Linked DNA regions of Pan troglodytes: region 1 is linked to region 2. The links are chromatin contacts, called in public Hi-C maps. All regions are on one chromosome and are shown on one strand. Each heading gives the region's core, a stretch centred on a gene start, on an enhancer-like site or on the middle of the called end of the contact. The rest is flanking DNA. Distances are from core to core; before and after follow the strand shown.

What was found. A called contact is a pair of places that touch in the nucleus more often than the background predicts.
Region 1: a Hi-C map of stem cell-derived neural progenitor cells shows a contact between it and region 2, with 3 times the contacts expected there. The contact joins the promoter of XPR1 here to the enhancer-like site in region 2. A contact is called at or near these places in 4 of 7 Hi-C or Micro-C datasets (blood, induced pluripotent stem cells and stem cell-derived neural progenitor cells) and 1 of 1 datasets of contacts at active chromatin or transcription factors (stem cell-derived excitatory neurons).

Annotation. Positions count from the first base shown.
Region 1 is chr1:68,486,156-68,493,153 of NHGRI_mPanTro3-v2.0_pri, forward strand. It overlaps XPR1 (xenotropic and polytropic retrovirus receptor 1), which reads right to left and starts at 5,476. Exons shown (of 15, transcript XM_524986.9): 1 at 5,174-5,476. The coding sequence starts at 5,242.
Region 2 is chr1:68,272,325-68,278,789 of NHGRI_mPanTro3-v2.0_pri, forward strand. All of the region lies in intron 11 of XPR1 (xenotropic and polytropic retrovirus receptor 1), which reads right to left. Among named protein-coding and RNA genes, the nearest start is that of KIAA1614, 52 kb to the left of the region's middle. Within about 2 kb of position 2,652, at least 2 of the 24 cell types and tissues checked have an H3K27ac peak or open chromatin away from gene starts, as enhancers often do. A contact at or near this core is called in stem cell-derived neural progenitor cells, where this site is marked.

The sequences.
Region 1 (6,998 bases), core at 4,226-6,725, 220 kb after region 2:
GCTCTGTTGTCATTTTCTTGTTGTTCACTTGTGCTTGCATTATTGGTATTACTGTTATGGAATCTTTACAGGAGTCTTTTTAAGACATGTCTATTTCCTAGCGGTTGATTTGGCTAAAACTAGATAATAATTTATAGATTCATTTAATTATGCACCCATAACTGGATTAATGATTATCTGCCAAAGTGAACAAACAAGTGAAAAAGCCACTGGCAATCCTTCTGTTTTCCTCAGTATACCTGTGCATGACCTCCTTAGCAGGGGTACTGCGTCAATCCATTTATTAAATACTAGTAAAATTGTATTTCTTCCTTTTCTTACGCATAAAAATAAGTAAAATTAACAGTTCTGTCTTCCCTTACTTTTCTTTTCTTTTTTTTTTTTTTTTTTTGAGATGAAGTCTTACTCTGTTGCCAGGCTGGAGTGCAGTGGCACAATCTCAGCTCACTGCAACCTCCGCCTCCCCGGTTCAATCGATTCTCCTGCCTCAGTCTCCCGCGTAGGTGGGACTACAGGCATGCACCACCACACTCAGCTAATTTTTGTATTTTTAGTAGAGATGGGGTTTCACCATGTTGGCCAGAATGGTCTCAATCTCTTGACCTCAAGTGATCCGCCTGCCTCGGCCTCCCAAAGTGCTGGGATTACAGGCGTCAGCCACCGTGTCCAGCCCCCTTACTTTTCTAATACTGTCTTCTCTTTACTCCATGGGAGTTTTGGGCACACTCCTTTGGGGCCTACAACTCAAATATACCTGAAATCCTTACCCAGCACAACTCAATCATTCTCTTAAATGCTTCCCAGATTAGGACTGAATTTGAAGCTAGGACTAAGTTTCCATGGTCACCCCAGGTCAAATAAGATTCTTAGGTTCTTATGATCTGGGCCTTCACCCAAAAGCTGATCCAAAACCAACCTTCAGGATAAATGGACAAGTATAATCTTTCCAGGATACTCACGCTGACACACTTAAAGATGATAAAGAATAGTTATAGCTTCCTGTCTTTACAACATTCATTCACTCACTTAAGAAACATTTGTAAATGCCAACCATCTCATTGACGCAATCATTTACAAGTGTTATCTTAAATACACTATACTATACTGTGATTTACAAAAGTGTCTGAAAGAAAAAGTGTGGTTTGTGCCCCATCGGGTGGCCAAACTGGATATTTCAAACAAGTTGCAGCAACTCAAGTTAAACCTACCTAATCAACATAATACCTTCGGGAAACTGAAGCCTGTAACACAAGTGTTCCCATGGGAGAGTTCTATAAATGAAAATCATTAATAATGTTATGGTAATGTCTCCTTATACCTGAATATAATGGAAGTGTAGTTCATGCAGAACCTCTCCTTTCCAAAATCCTGCAATAAAAAATTAATTCATTGTCATCCCTTTTTAAGTTAAATAAGAGAGTTTCACTGGGTTAACATCTTATTCACAGATCAAAATATCAAAAATTTTTGAAAGGATATTATTAATTTTAAAGGATGCTATTAATAGTCCTGTTAAGTTCTGTCCTCTTCATATACCAAACATAATAAAACCATTTAAAAACACAGAATTTTAGAGCTGGATGAGTCCTTAAATAATACGGGGGTTGTGAGCTTAGAAATCAAGTCCAATTCTCTAACATTAAAGAAACTTAGATGTTTCTTAGCTAAAAGAAGAAATGGTTTCATCAGGATCACACAGTGTGACCGGACTCTGAATGCTTACACATGCTCAAGAGACATATACACATATTCCTAAACAAGTGGCTTAACCCCTCTGGACCTTAGTTTCCTTGCCTGGAAAAACAAGGTAGATAATCTTTAAATTCCCTTTTAGCTCTAAAATCCTGTAATTTAGAAACTTTGTTATTTTATTACAAAACAAAGGATACACTGAAAAAAATCATTCCTGGGTCCTGAGAAACCAAAGAAACACAAGGCCCTAGGGAAAGTCAGCAGCCTAAGGCACCAAATATATTTGCTTCTTCTGCTAATATTCTGCAAAATATTAACATGGTCATATTAGTCTATTTGGTTGAAACCAGTCTCAGTTAATTTTGATTAATCAATTGCAGAGCTTTAAAATATATAGTCACTAATTCTAAATTTTAAAAAAGCTCTTACAAAGATTTACCGGTGTTCTATTTTACATGTCAAAATTTATACTCAAACAGATTACTGGAAACAGGAATAGTCTCGGCTTGTTTGTGTTTATTCTTTGCACAAACTACTTACAAATGGATTGAAGAGATTTTCTTTATATGGCTTCTCCATGTTGGTCTATTATTTTATGCTTTATTATTCTGCCTATGAAGACTGAATCTATGAACACCACAACTTATTTTTAAATTAAAAAATATAATAATTTTCAGGATATTGATGGGTTATTATCATTAATAATTTTATCAGTTCAAGGAATAAAAGCCATTAAAAGTTAAATCAAAAACATGACCTATAATGGACCTTGAAAAGCTCTGGCCCTATATACTTACTTTATGGAAGAAGAGCGAGCCCGGGAAAGGCAAAAAAGATTGTCCCCAGGTCTCATGGCTAACACATACAAAAACTAGTATTTACTGTGCTACGATATATACATATTATATATAATTAAATATAATTATAGATGTAAAACAAAATTTTCAGATTCTAATTCTCTGCTTATTTCAAGTAATATTTAATATAGCAAAATGACACAAAAACCAAAGAAGCTGAACAGTTCACATTGATTCACGATACTAGAAAGCACCCTAGGCTAGAAACCAAGGGTAAAATACCAAAATTTCACCACCAGTGCTTGAAAAACAAATCCCAGCATCTGTTCTACTGACAGCATTTTAAGAGCATCATCTTCATATGAGAAACTACAATTTACTTCATTATGAAAAGGTCCTTTTCTCTAGCGAATTTTTATGGATGTCCTTTTTCCCCAAAGTTTTAAACTGCTAAAATTCCTGGACTCTAAAGACTCTTATTTACATCTCTCTATTACTTTTAAAGGAATAGCACCAACTCTTCAGAAACAACACACAAAACAAAGATTCCAACCCTATAAAATATTGGTTGATTCCAACTTACAAAGAAAAGTGCGCCTCATTTAATTTTGTCTACCAAACAATGAGTTTATCTAGGACAGGAGCCGTATAGTAGGAACTCTCCGCAGAATCAAATTTCAATTATCCACAATAAACGAATTTTTCAAAACATAATTTATAACTGCCCTGAGAAAGATAATGCACACACAACATAATCTCAGGAATTTTGCCCCTCTGTGACCAACCTACAGTAAACATTTAGGAACAGTATCCAAGTGGACTATGTGAATGAGGAGTCCCAGAATCACTGTGGTTCTCCAGCCACAAAACTGACATTACAAATTAAGAGGGTTGCATTTTCAAACTAAATCGTATGCTTCTCCTTCCAGCCCCAGATATTGCAAATGAATACAATTCCATGAAATAGTTAAGTGTTGAAATACCTAAAATGAATCATGGCATACATCCAGCCACTATTACTTCTGCCCAAAGCATTCCATGCTATATAACAAATATAAGATGTGCTTCAGCATGCTCCTATCCTGTGCCTCTATGAAGAACTGGCAGTGGTGCTGAAAATTACTACTAGAAAGATGAAAGACCAATACCCTTCTTTCAATAAAAACCATCACTTGGACTCTAGCCAAGGTTTTAAAACTAAATGTTATTAGAAACAATAAATCAACTCTGCAGGCTGAAATGTTAGTCCCTTATTTCACTCATTCTTACAAAACATGGCCACAAAACACTATAAGAAATTGAGTGACAATAAAGCATTAATAATTATAGGCCTTTCATTTCTAGCAATAATGAAATACTCTAGGTTGCAAGTGAATTTATTTCACAATATTCAAGATTCCGTTTAACCTACCTGCATCTCTTTCCCTGTCTTCTTCAATTATTACAATGGCTATATGAATAAATACACTCACTGCTACTGCCCAAACCTCCTATCACTAAACTTATATAAAAATTAAATGGAGAACTAAAATAGTTTAATTCATTAAATCTAGCTAAGTTATGTGTGTTCATATTGATTTTATATTCTTTGTTCCTGCACACAAAACAGATGTGAATTCCTGGAGGTTACAGATAAGTCTGTCTTTCTCTATCCAGGAGCTGAATTGCCAGCTACTGAGAATAACCTATTGCAATGCTTAAAGCCTCTTAGGTATCTTGTCTTCTGAACATATAAATGGGTTCATTATCTTTATTTTTCCCTTTATTAATGTAAGGTTCCTTATTATCTATTAAATACCTTCCAGGAGTGTTAGCACAGAAATTGGGAGGGAATGGGGAGCACGATTTCTGTAATACACAGGTAAGGTATATTGTTTACAATATACTAATTTTCTCCCCAGCTAGCAAAAACTTAGCAGAAAATAAAAAAATGTTAATAATTCTCTTCTCTCCTTTCTCTTCCCTCCATTCCAAAACAAGAGGCAAAAACAAAAGATGTTATTACTCTGTAGACTTCATGCAATCAGTAAAAAGAGTCTTATTATCAAAGCAGAATAGTTGATTACAACGTGTTTACAAAAACTATAACCACTACATATGTGATACACACTTAAGTCAAGTTTCAACCCCGTTACAAAGCCTTTGTCAACAGTGGGCAAGTGGGAAAAAGCCGAAGGGCTCTTTGGAATGAAGGAAATCACTGGAGAGGCTTCTCTTGGAAGACAAGGATTCCTTGGTGAGAGGTGTAGAGAGAGAAACAAGACCTAACCTTGGCGAGGGGGCGCTCGCCCAGGGTGGGGACGAGAGGTCAGGGCGAGTGGGGAGAAGGGGATTAGTGCGGAACAGCCGCGACCCGGGGCTGCCCTCGCACCGTGACTCCCCCACCTGCAGCTCACCCTCCCACCGTTCCCCGGCCCCGGCCCCGGCCCGGGCAGCGCCTTTCCTCCCGGCCCTCCGCCTGCATATCCGTTACCCTGGCGGCAGCGGGGCTGCGGGGGAGGGGAAGGACAGCGGGGCCGGGAGGCGGCCGGCCGCGGCGGGGATGCCGCAGTGGCTCCCCGCGGCAGCGGGTCAAAGTCTGCCCGGGCACAGGGAGCCAGCTGAAGCGGAAGGCGGCGGTGGACGTCAGGACTGGCGAGATGGTGGCCCCTCCGAGTCCTCCCACACCCCAGCCGTGCCGGTACCTCATACTGGATGTATTGCTTCCTCCACTCGGGAGTGATGTGCGCGGAGAGGTGCTCGGCGAACTTCATCCTGCCGTTTCCCCCTCACTCCCACTCGGGTCCAGCAGCTACAGGCGGCGGCGGCAACAGCGACTCCGACTCCTCCCCACATGGGCCCCGGCGCGGCGCGGCGCTGCGCTTCTCTCCTCCTCCGCCGCCGCCGAGGTCTCTTCAGAGCAGCCCGCCCGCCATCTTCCTCCTCCTCTCCATAGCCCCGCCCCTCCCCGCCCTCTGGACGTCATCGCCATGGTAACCGCCTACACCGCCCTGACGAAGGGGGTGCTGTAAGGGGTGGGGCTTGGGTACGTTTCTTAAGACTCCGCCCCTTGTGGGCCGTACGTGCTGGAGGCACCTCCCCGGACCTCTTCAGTCTGGCTCCTGTTGGCCTACAGCTGCTCTCTACCGCCTGTCTGGGAAGCAACAGTGTTGTTACTGCAATTAATATTAATACTGTAGCAACAATAATCCACACAAGACGTTTATATTTACAAAGAACTGTGCAAATATTTTTCCATTTTGATATTTATGCTTCATAAAACCTTTAAGAAATGGATCAGCACTAATCCAAACTAAGAAGCTAAAACAGTTCAGGACTAAATGTATTTAAAGGAACAGTATTTTACACACTCTAGGTGCTCAATAAATGCTTATTGAATTTAATTAAAGACATCAATGCCAAAAAGTGCATGCTGCTTCTGAATTTCAATGTAATTGTCTAGTCCCGGGGCTATCAGAAAAGCCAATAAAAACACCAAATGACGGTACCGACCGCACTTGTAAACTGAGCTTCCTGGGGTTGGGGATGAGGGTTGGGAGGGAAACCAACGTTGAGAGGAAAGAGAACTCTGTAGAAGTACAGCTCTAAGCCCACCCCAGTAAAACCAGAAACAGGCCCAGCACCCAGGCTGAAGTGTCCCTGGGGAACATGGGCAGAGATCACTCACAGAGCTCTGTACTACATTGAGTGTGGGAGTGATTGTCTTGGAAGTCCCAATTCAGGACAGAAACCCAGGTCCTGCCCTGGGTGGAGGAGACCTAATAATAATTTATTGAGCACTCACTGTTCCTGTACCAAGTGCTATTCTAAACCTCTTACATGTACTTTGTCCCTTGATTCTAACATTTTTTTTTTTTTGGTCTCGCTTTGTTGCCCAGGCTGGAGTGCAGTCACACCATCATGGTTCACTGCAGCCTTACCTCACATAGGTTTGTGAGCCATCCTCCCACCTCAGCCCCCTGAGTAGCTGGGACTACAGGCACATGCCATTATGCCCAACTAATTTTTTTGTTTATTTTTGGGAGAGATGTGGGTCTTGCTATGTTGCCCAGGCTGGTCTTGAGCTCCTGAGCTAAAACAGTCCTCCCACCTAGGCCTCCTAAAGTGCTGGAATTACAGGCATGAGCCACCTTGCTCAGCCTAACCCTCACAATTTTGATGAGATTTCAAGATTTACTAGGGAACTGCTATGCCTGGAGCAGTACTCTGAGATATCATTCTCTGCTGTTGTCTTTTTTTTCTCCATGTACTTTTTTCCCCTTTCTCTTCCCCTTAATTCATGCCAATAGGGATTCTGCAATCATTTCCCCAGGAGAGGGATGACACAAGATGGAAAATAGGCATAGACTATGAGTCTTTCTGGCTTTTTCTGTATAAAAGCCTTAACCTCTGGTGAAAGGGTAATCGAGGTCAAAAAAATAAAGAAGAGTGAGGACTCCTCTCACCTCAGACCTCCGTCTGCTCACCATAAAGATTCCCCTCTGCTGGAGGTAAACCTTGCCAGGAGAA
Region 2 (6,465 bases), core at 1,402-3,901:
ACACTTCAAATGCTCGACAGATTGATGTAGTTGGTAGTTAAATTATGCAACAGTGCGGTTCTAGGTATCTTTGGGGAGATGAGTTTGAGGTGTAAAGATTGAAAGCAGTGTATTAATATGGCTGTGGCAACAGCCCAGTGAGAAACAATGAGGACTAGAATTGAGTATAAGTTTAAGGAACAGAGAGGTAAGGCAAAAATTAAGAAATACTTGGGAACTAAAATTGGCAGGACTTGGTAAATTTTGAAGGTGAGATGAAGGATACAGTCAAAAATAACTCCTAGTTTTTAACCTGGGTGAGTGGCATGGTGCCATAAACTAAGTTAGAGAACATGGGGCTTGAAGCATGCTTAGGAAAAAAAATGAGTTTATTTTTTGACGTGTTGACTTTAAGGTACTTATGAAACATCGAGGTGGAGGAAGCCCAGAAAACAACTGGAAAAAACTAAAAAGCTTCAGATACAGACTGGGGAGTCACACAGACAGTAGTTGCAACCATCAAAATAATTTAGAAGCTCTTTCTATGAAAAGGACAGGCTACAATGAGAAATAAGTCTTCCATCTATAAGGGGAATCACACTGTGTTTGACTACACTTGGTTGAGTTTATTTCCAGTTTTTTTTTTTTTTTTTAATACCAAAGACTCAAAGAGATGAGAACTCTCTGAAATGTTACAGAGCTTCTCTTTATCTCTTAAAAAATTTAAATTCTAATTCTATGTTTGTTTACATTTCAAGGTTTCTAAATATGTGTTAATTACTATAGAGTTATTGTGGTTATAGGAATGGAGACAGTAAGAATAAGAATAGATAGATTACTGTTTTGAGATGTAGGATAGAGAAAAGGAAAAAAGACTAGACCCGATGGCTTAATGAGGTAAGGGAAATCTTTTTAGAGTAGGGGACTCTTAAGCATGTACACAGGCTAGAAGGAAGGAGCCAGTAATGACAAACAGTTTGAAGATTTGGGAAAAACAAGGGACAACTGCCAGAGCTAGATCCTGGGACAAGGGGAAATTAGAGCAGTGCACAGGAGGAAGGACACCTTGTTACTTTAGACTGGGGAAAATACAGTAAAAAGGGATTTAGATTAAATAAGTATGTAGGGAGAAGGTAGCTGAAGGAAAATGATTCCTGATAGCCTCAATTTTCTTAAGCTAGTAGGAGACAAGGTGGTCTGTAAGAATAAAGAGGAAAAGGCTGAGTTAGGAGCTGAGAAAAGCAATGAAAGTTATAGTAAAACCGTCCCCCCACCCCCCGCTTTTTTTTTTTTTTTCTTTTTGAGACACAGTCTCGCTCTGTCGCCAGGCTGGAGAGCAGTGGCATGATCTCGGCTCATTGCAACCTCTACCTCCTGGGTTAAGTGATTCTTCTGCCTCAGCCTCCCAAATAGCTGGGACTACAGGCACACACCACCACACCCGGCTAATTTTTGTATTTTTAGTAGAGATGAAGTTTCACCATGTTGGCCAGGCTGGTCTCGATCTCCTGACCTCATAATCTGCCCTCCTGGGCCTCCCAAAGTGCTGGGATTACAGGTGTGAGCCACTGTGCCCAGCTGTAAAAACCCCTTTTCAAGTTAACATTTTTGAGATAAATTTAATAATATGTTAACAAAGGACAAAATACATTAAAGTTTAGAAAAAAGTTAATCTCTCCTTCCTATGACATTCTTTTCACAAAACATTTTGCTTGTGCTTATACTGTCTTTCATTCTGTATATACACAATTTTTTTCTTTCCTGTAATATTGTATTCTATCTAGCATTGTGAAAAGAATTTAACTTTAGAGTAGAGCAAATTGAATATATATTTGTCTTTTCCATTAAATTGTAATGTCTTTCACAGAAAGATCTCACATCAGCATTTTTCTAGGGCCCATGTACCATGCTGGACATAGTAGGGGCTTAATCAATATTTGCCAAACTGAATTGAGGCTATGTTTCACTCATTTTTGTATTTTCTGCACAATGCTTTACCTTCCAACAAATACTTGGGAAAGGCAACATAGTCTCTGGGCAGCCTACACATATAATGTGTCCCTGAAAACACCTATTAAGTTTGTAGCTCCTAGGCCCTCCAGGCAAAATGAAATGGACAGCTGTGGCAAACAGAAAACTTTAAAACCAGATTCTAAGGCTTTGACAAAGGCAGGAGGTCAGTCACACCTCCACATTCCCTTATCTCATTATCAGCCGCCAAGACTTTCTTTCCTATAATTAAACAGAAACCAGTCCCTAAAAACAATGTGTGCAAGATTTCTTCCCCAACCTCAACAGACCATCTGACACTGTGGCCAAACTCCCCTCCCTTATCGTGCTTTTGCCACAATAGGTGACTAGCCTTACAAAGCATTCCTTTTTGATAAATGACTGCTGATCACAGACTGGTTCTGGCTGGTCCACAGAGACTGAGCACAAGATGCCTCTGTGCTCTGCTCTGTGTTTCACCTTTTGACACAAAGAGCCGAATTTCACTTCACTTTAATGTTAACTGCCTACTCCAAAGTGAACATGGGACATATGTAACATATATGTTTACTCACCACACATTTGGTTTCCCTCATAAATATTCATAAATTCTCCTATAACCTGCTAAATATGTATGCGGAGCTAACCCCACTGGGGATAAATTCCAACCTCTCCCCTTTGTAACTGAAGCCTATGTATTTGGTTTTGGCTGGAAGCTTAGTTTCCTGACGTGCAGATTGTAATCCTTTACAGGAAATAAAGCTTTCCTTTTGCTTCCTCTGCCAATCTCATGGTCTTTTGTTAATAAGTTGAATGTGAAAAAGTTAAGCAACAGACTTATATGAGGATAAGTTCCTGAGAGCTAAAAATAGATAAAGCAAAACCCCTATTAAACTTTCCTTGCCTTTTAGATACAACCTTTAATGGCATTGTTCTAACATTTTGTAGACATCATTTTTTTCCTTTACAACAAAACACAGCTGCTTTTAATTCAATGAGTGTCACAATGATGCTTAAAAGTTGCTGCTTTCTGCATGCCTAATGATTCCTATAGCTGTTTTAACTGTATTACACTTACGAGACATTAAAAAAATTGTGTGTAATATCACCACAGATAATTCCCACTGATTTCAAGAAAAACGAACAAAATACAACAAAATACAAAAAAAAAACAAACAAACACACGAATGCACTATTATTTGTGCCACAGAAGGTAAGGCTGCCAAAGCTCTCAGTTAGCAGCTAGCAATACCATGCAAAAGCAGGAAATGTTCTCAATCCAAAGGATAATTAAGAGGTAGGGGTGTGTGTGTGTGTGTGTGTGTGTGTGTGTGTGTGTGTGTGTGTCTATAGTCTAATAACAAAATACCCAAACTGTCCAGTTTTCAATTTAAAAAATCACTAGTCATACGAAGAACAAGGAAGATCTCAAACTTAATGAAAAGACAATCAAAGATGTCAAAACTGAGATGATAGAGATGTTGGAATTACTGGACAAAGATCTCACAGCAGCTATGATAAAAATGCCTTAGCAAAGAAACAGTCTCACCAAAGATACAGGAAACACAAAAAAGAACCAAATAGAAATATTAGAAGCCAAAAATACAATAACTGAAATAAAACTCACTGTTAACAGAATAATAGAAGGGACAGAGGAAAGAACTGGCAACTGAAAGATAGAATAGAAATTTCCTAACCTGAACAAGAAAGAAAATAGGTTGAATTTAAAAAATGAAAAGAAGCCAGGCGCAGTGGCTCATGCCTATAATCCCAGTAATTTGGGAGGCCGAGGCGGGTGGAAAACTTGAGGTCAGGAGTTCAAGACCAGCTTGGCTAACGTGGCGAATACCCGTCTCTCCTAAAAATACAAAAATTAACTGGGCTTGGTGTGCGCCTGTAATTCCAGCTACTTGGGAGGCTGAGGCATGAGAATTGCTTGAACCCAACGGGTGGAGGTTGCAGTAAGCTGAGATTGCACCATTGCAATCTGTGGGGGATACATTCCAAAACCCCCAGTTGGTGCCTGAAACCATGGATAGTACTGCTATCCATGTTTCATTTTATAGATAAATGAAATGTATCTATAAATATTATAAAATTTTATAATATTTATATTATAAAATTTATAGATAAAGTTTAATCTATAAATTAAGCACAGCAAGAGACTAGCAATAATAATAAAGCAGAACAATCATAATATACTGTAATAAGTTATGTGGAAGGCTGGACGTGGTGGCTCACGCCTGTAATCCCAACATTTTGGGAGGCCGAGGTGAGAGGATTGCTTCAGTCCAGGAGTTGGAGACCTCACCTTTACAAAAAATAAACAAAATTAAACCAGTGTGGTGGCGCACACCTGTAGTCCTAGCTACTCAGGAGGCTGAGGTGAGAGGGCTGCATGAGCCCAAGAGGTCAAGGCTGCAGTGAGCTGAGATTACACCATTGCACTCCTGCCTGGGTGACAGAGTGAGACCCTGTCTCAAAAAACAAAACGAAAACCATAAAAGTTATGTGACTGTGGTCTCTTTCTCTCTCAAAATAGCATAAAGTTTTCAGACTGTGGTTGACCACCGATAAGTAAAACTGCAGAAAGTGAAGGTATGGATAGGGTCGGGGGAATACTGTGCAAAAAAGGCAACAGGAGGGATCCTTGTGGTGATGGAAATGTTCTGTATCTTGACTGTATGAATGTCAATATTCTGGCTGTGATATTGTACTATGTTTGTAAAGTGTTACCACTGGGGAAACTATGCAAAGGGTATATGGGATCTCTCTGCATTACTTCTTGCCATGCATGTGATTCTACAATTATCTCAAAACAAAATGTTTAATTAAAAAAAAAAACACAAAACTTGACTGTTCCTCAAAACCTTCACTGAGTTAACCACTTCCTCTTTGAAACCACCTTATACCCTATACAATACTGATAATATAGTATTATTGCACTTCCATGTTCTATTGTAATTAGTCTATTTCCCTTACCAAACTGTGAGCTCCAAGAGGAGGTTTTAAAGGCAAGATATGTTTTGTTCATCTATGTATGCCTAGCATCTAGTCGTGCCTGATACATTGAAGATGTTTTGTAAATGTTTGTTGAATAAAACTGGATGTGACTGATGTAATCAAGAAAGTAATTTGATTATTAAACTATTTATATTCAATTTATTATCCATATAGATCCTTATTTACTGGCTCCTCAATAACAAAGTTACCTCTTCAGTGATTATAAAAGCATCAATGACACCATTTAGGACTTCCTTTCTTGACAGAGTTTAGCAACTTTTCTTCTGCTGTATCAGATACCCCTTCCCAGATCAGATCATCAGAACCTCTTCCAATATCTTTCTTATGTATGTGTGTCTAGGCTTATTTTTAAAAATCCCTTTCTGTCACACATTTGATCAATAGCCTTGGAAACATTCTTGTAGTAGGTTATTGCTGTAAGGAAAAGTTAAGACTTTGGAATAAGCAAAAATAATTACTATGCACTAAAATGGAAAATTATGCATTGTTTACACCATACCTTTCTAGGTTATGTTTCTATGGAGTTTGTGCCTTTTCTGGTCTTGGAGTTATTTTATAATTCTGTATAAATTGTGGATAAATGCAAATAATTCTGTCTATAGGCACACAAATAAATTCTGTCTGACGGAGGTCCAACAGATTCCATCTTACCCTCTACTCCTCCACCACACCCCACCTCCAGTAGAAAAAGCAAATTTTGTGTCCATTTGTAAATGGATATCAGCATTCCTTTACTCCACCGTAAAGGTTTGTTAACTAACCATCATGTGGAAAATATATTGCCTCTCCTTTGAACCAGTAGTGACAACTGGCTGGTTTCCTCTTTAATTCATGAGTTAAATAGAAGTTTGGTGTTTTTACATTAAAAAATATCTATTTCTGCTTTTCCCCACTCCTTTTGTTCTATAACCAAATAACAATTCTGGAGCAGATAAACTATGTGTTTCTGCCTTCTCTCCTGGAAAAGACACAATTTCACTTATTTAACTAAATGAAATGCTAACAACTATAACCACTTTAAAAGAAATATAAGGATACTATAATCCTTTTTTTTTTTTTTTAAAGACACAGGGTCTCAATCTGTTGCCCACGCAGGAGTACACTGGTACAATAGTAACTCACTGTAACTTTGAACTCCTGGGCTCAAGTGATCCTCCTGCCTCAGCCTCCCAAGTAGCTAGAAATACAGGTGTGTACCACGACACTTGCCTAATTAAAAAATAATTTTTTAGAGATGAGGTCTCACTATGTTGCCCAAGCTAGTCTCGAACTCCAGGCCTTAAGTGATCCTCCCAACTTGGCATCCCAAAATGCTGAGATTACAGGTGTCAGTTACCATGCCTGGCCAGGATTCCATACATTTTACACAGTGTCTCAAGTGCTCATTTTATGAAAGCTTCAGGTAGTACATACATATGGGCAGAAACTTTTTTCTTAATTGAACTGAAAAAAGTGATAAACATAAGCTAAAAT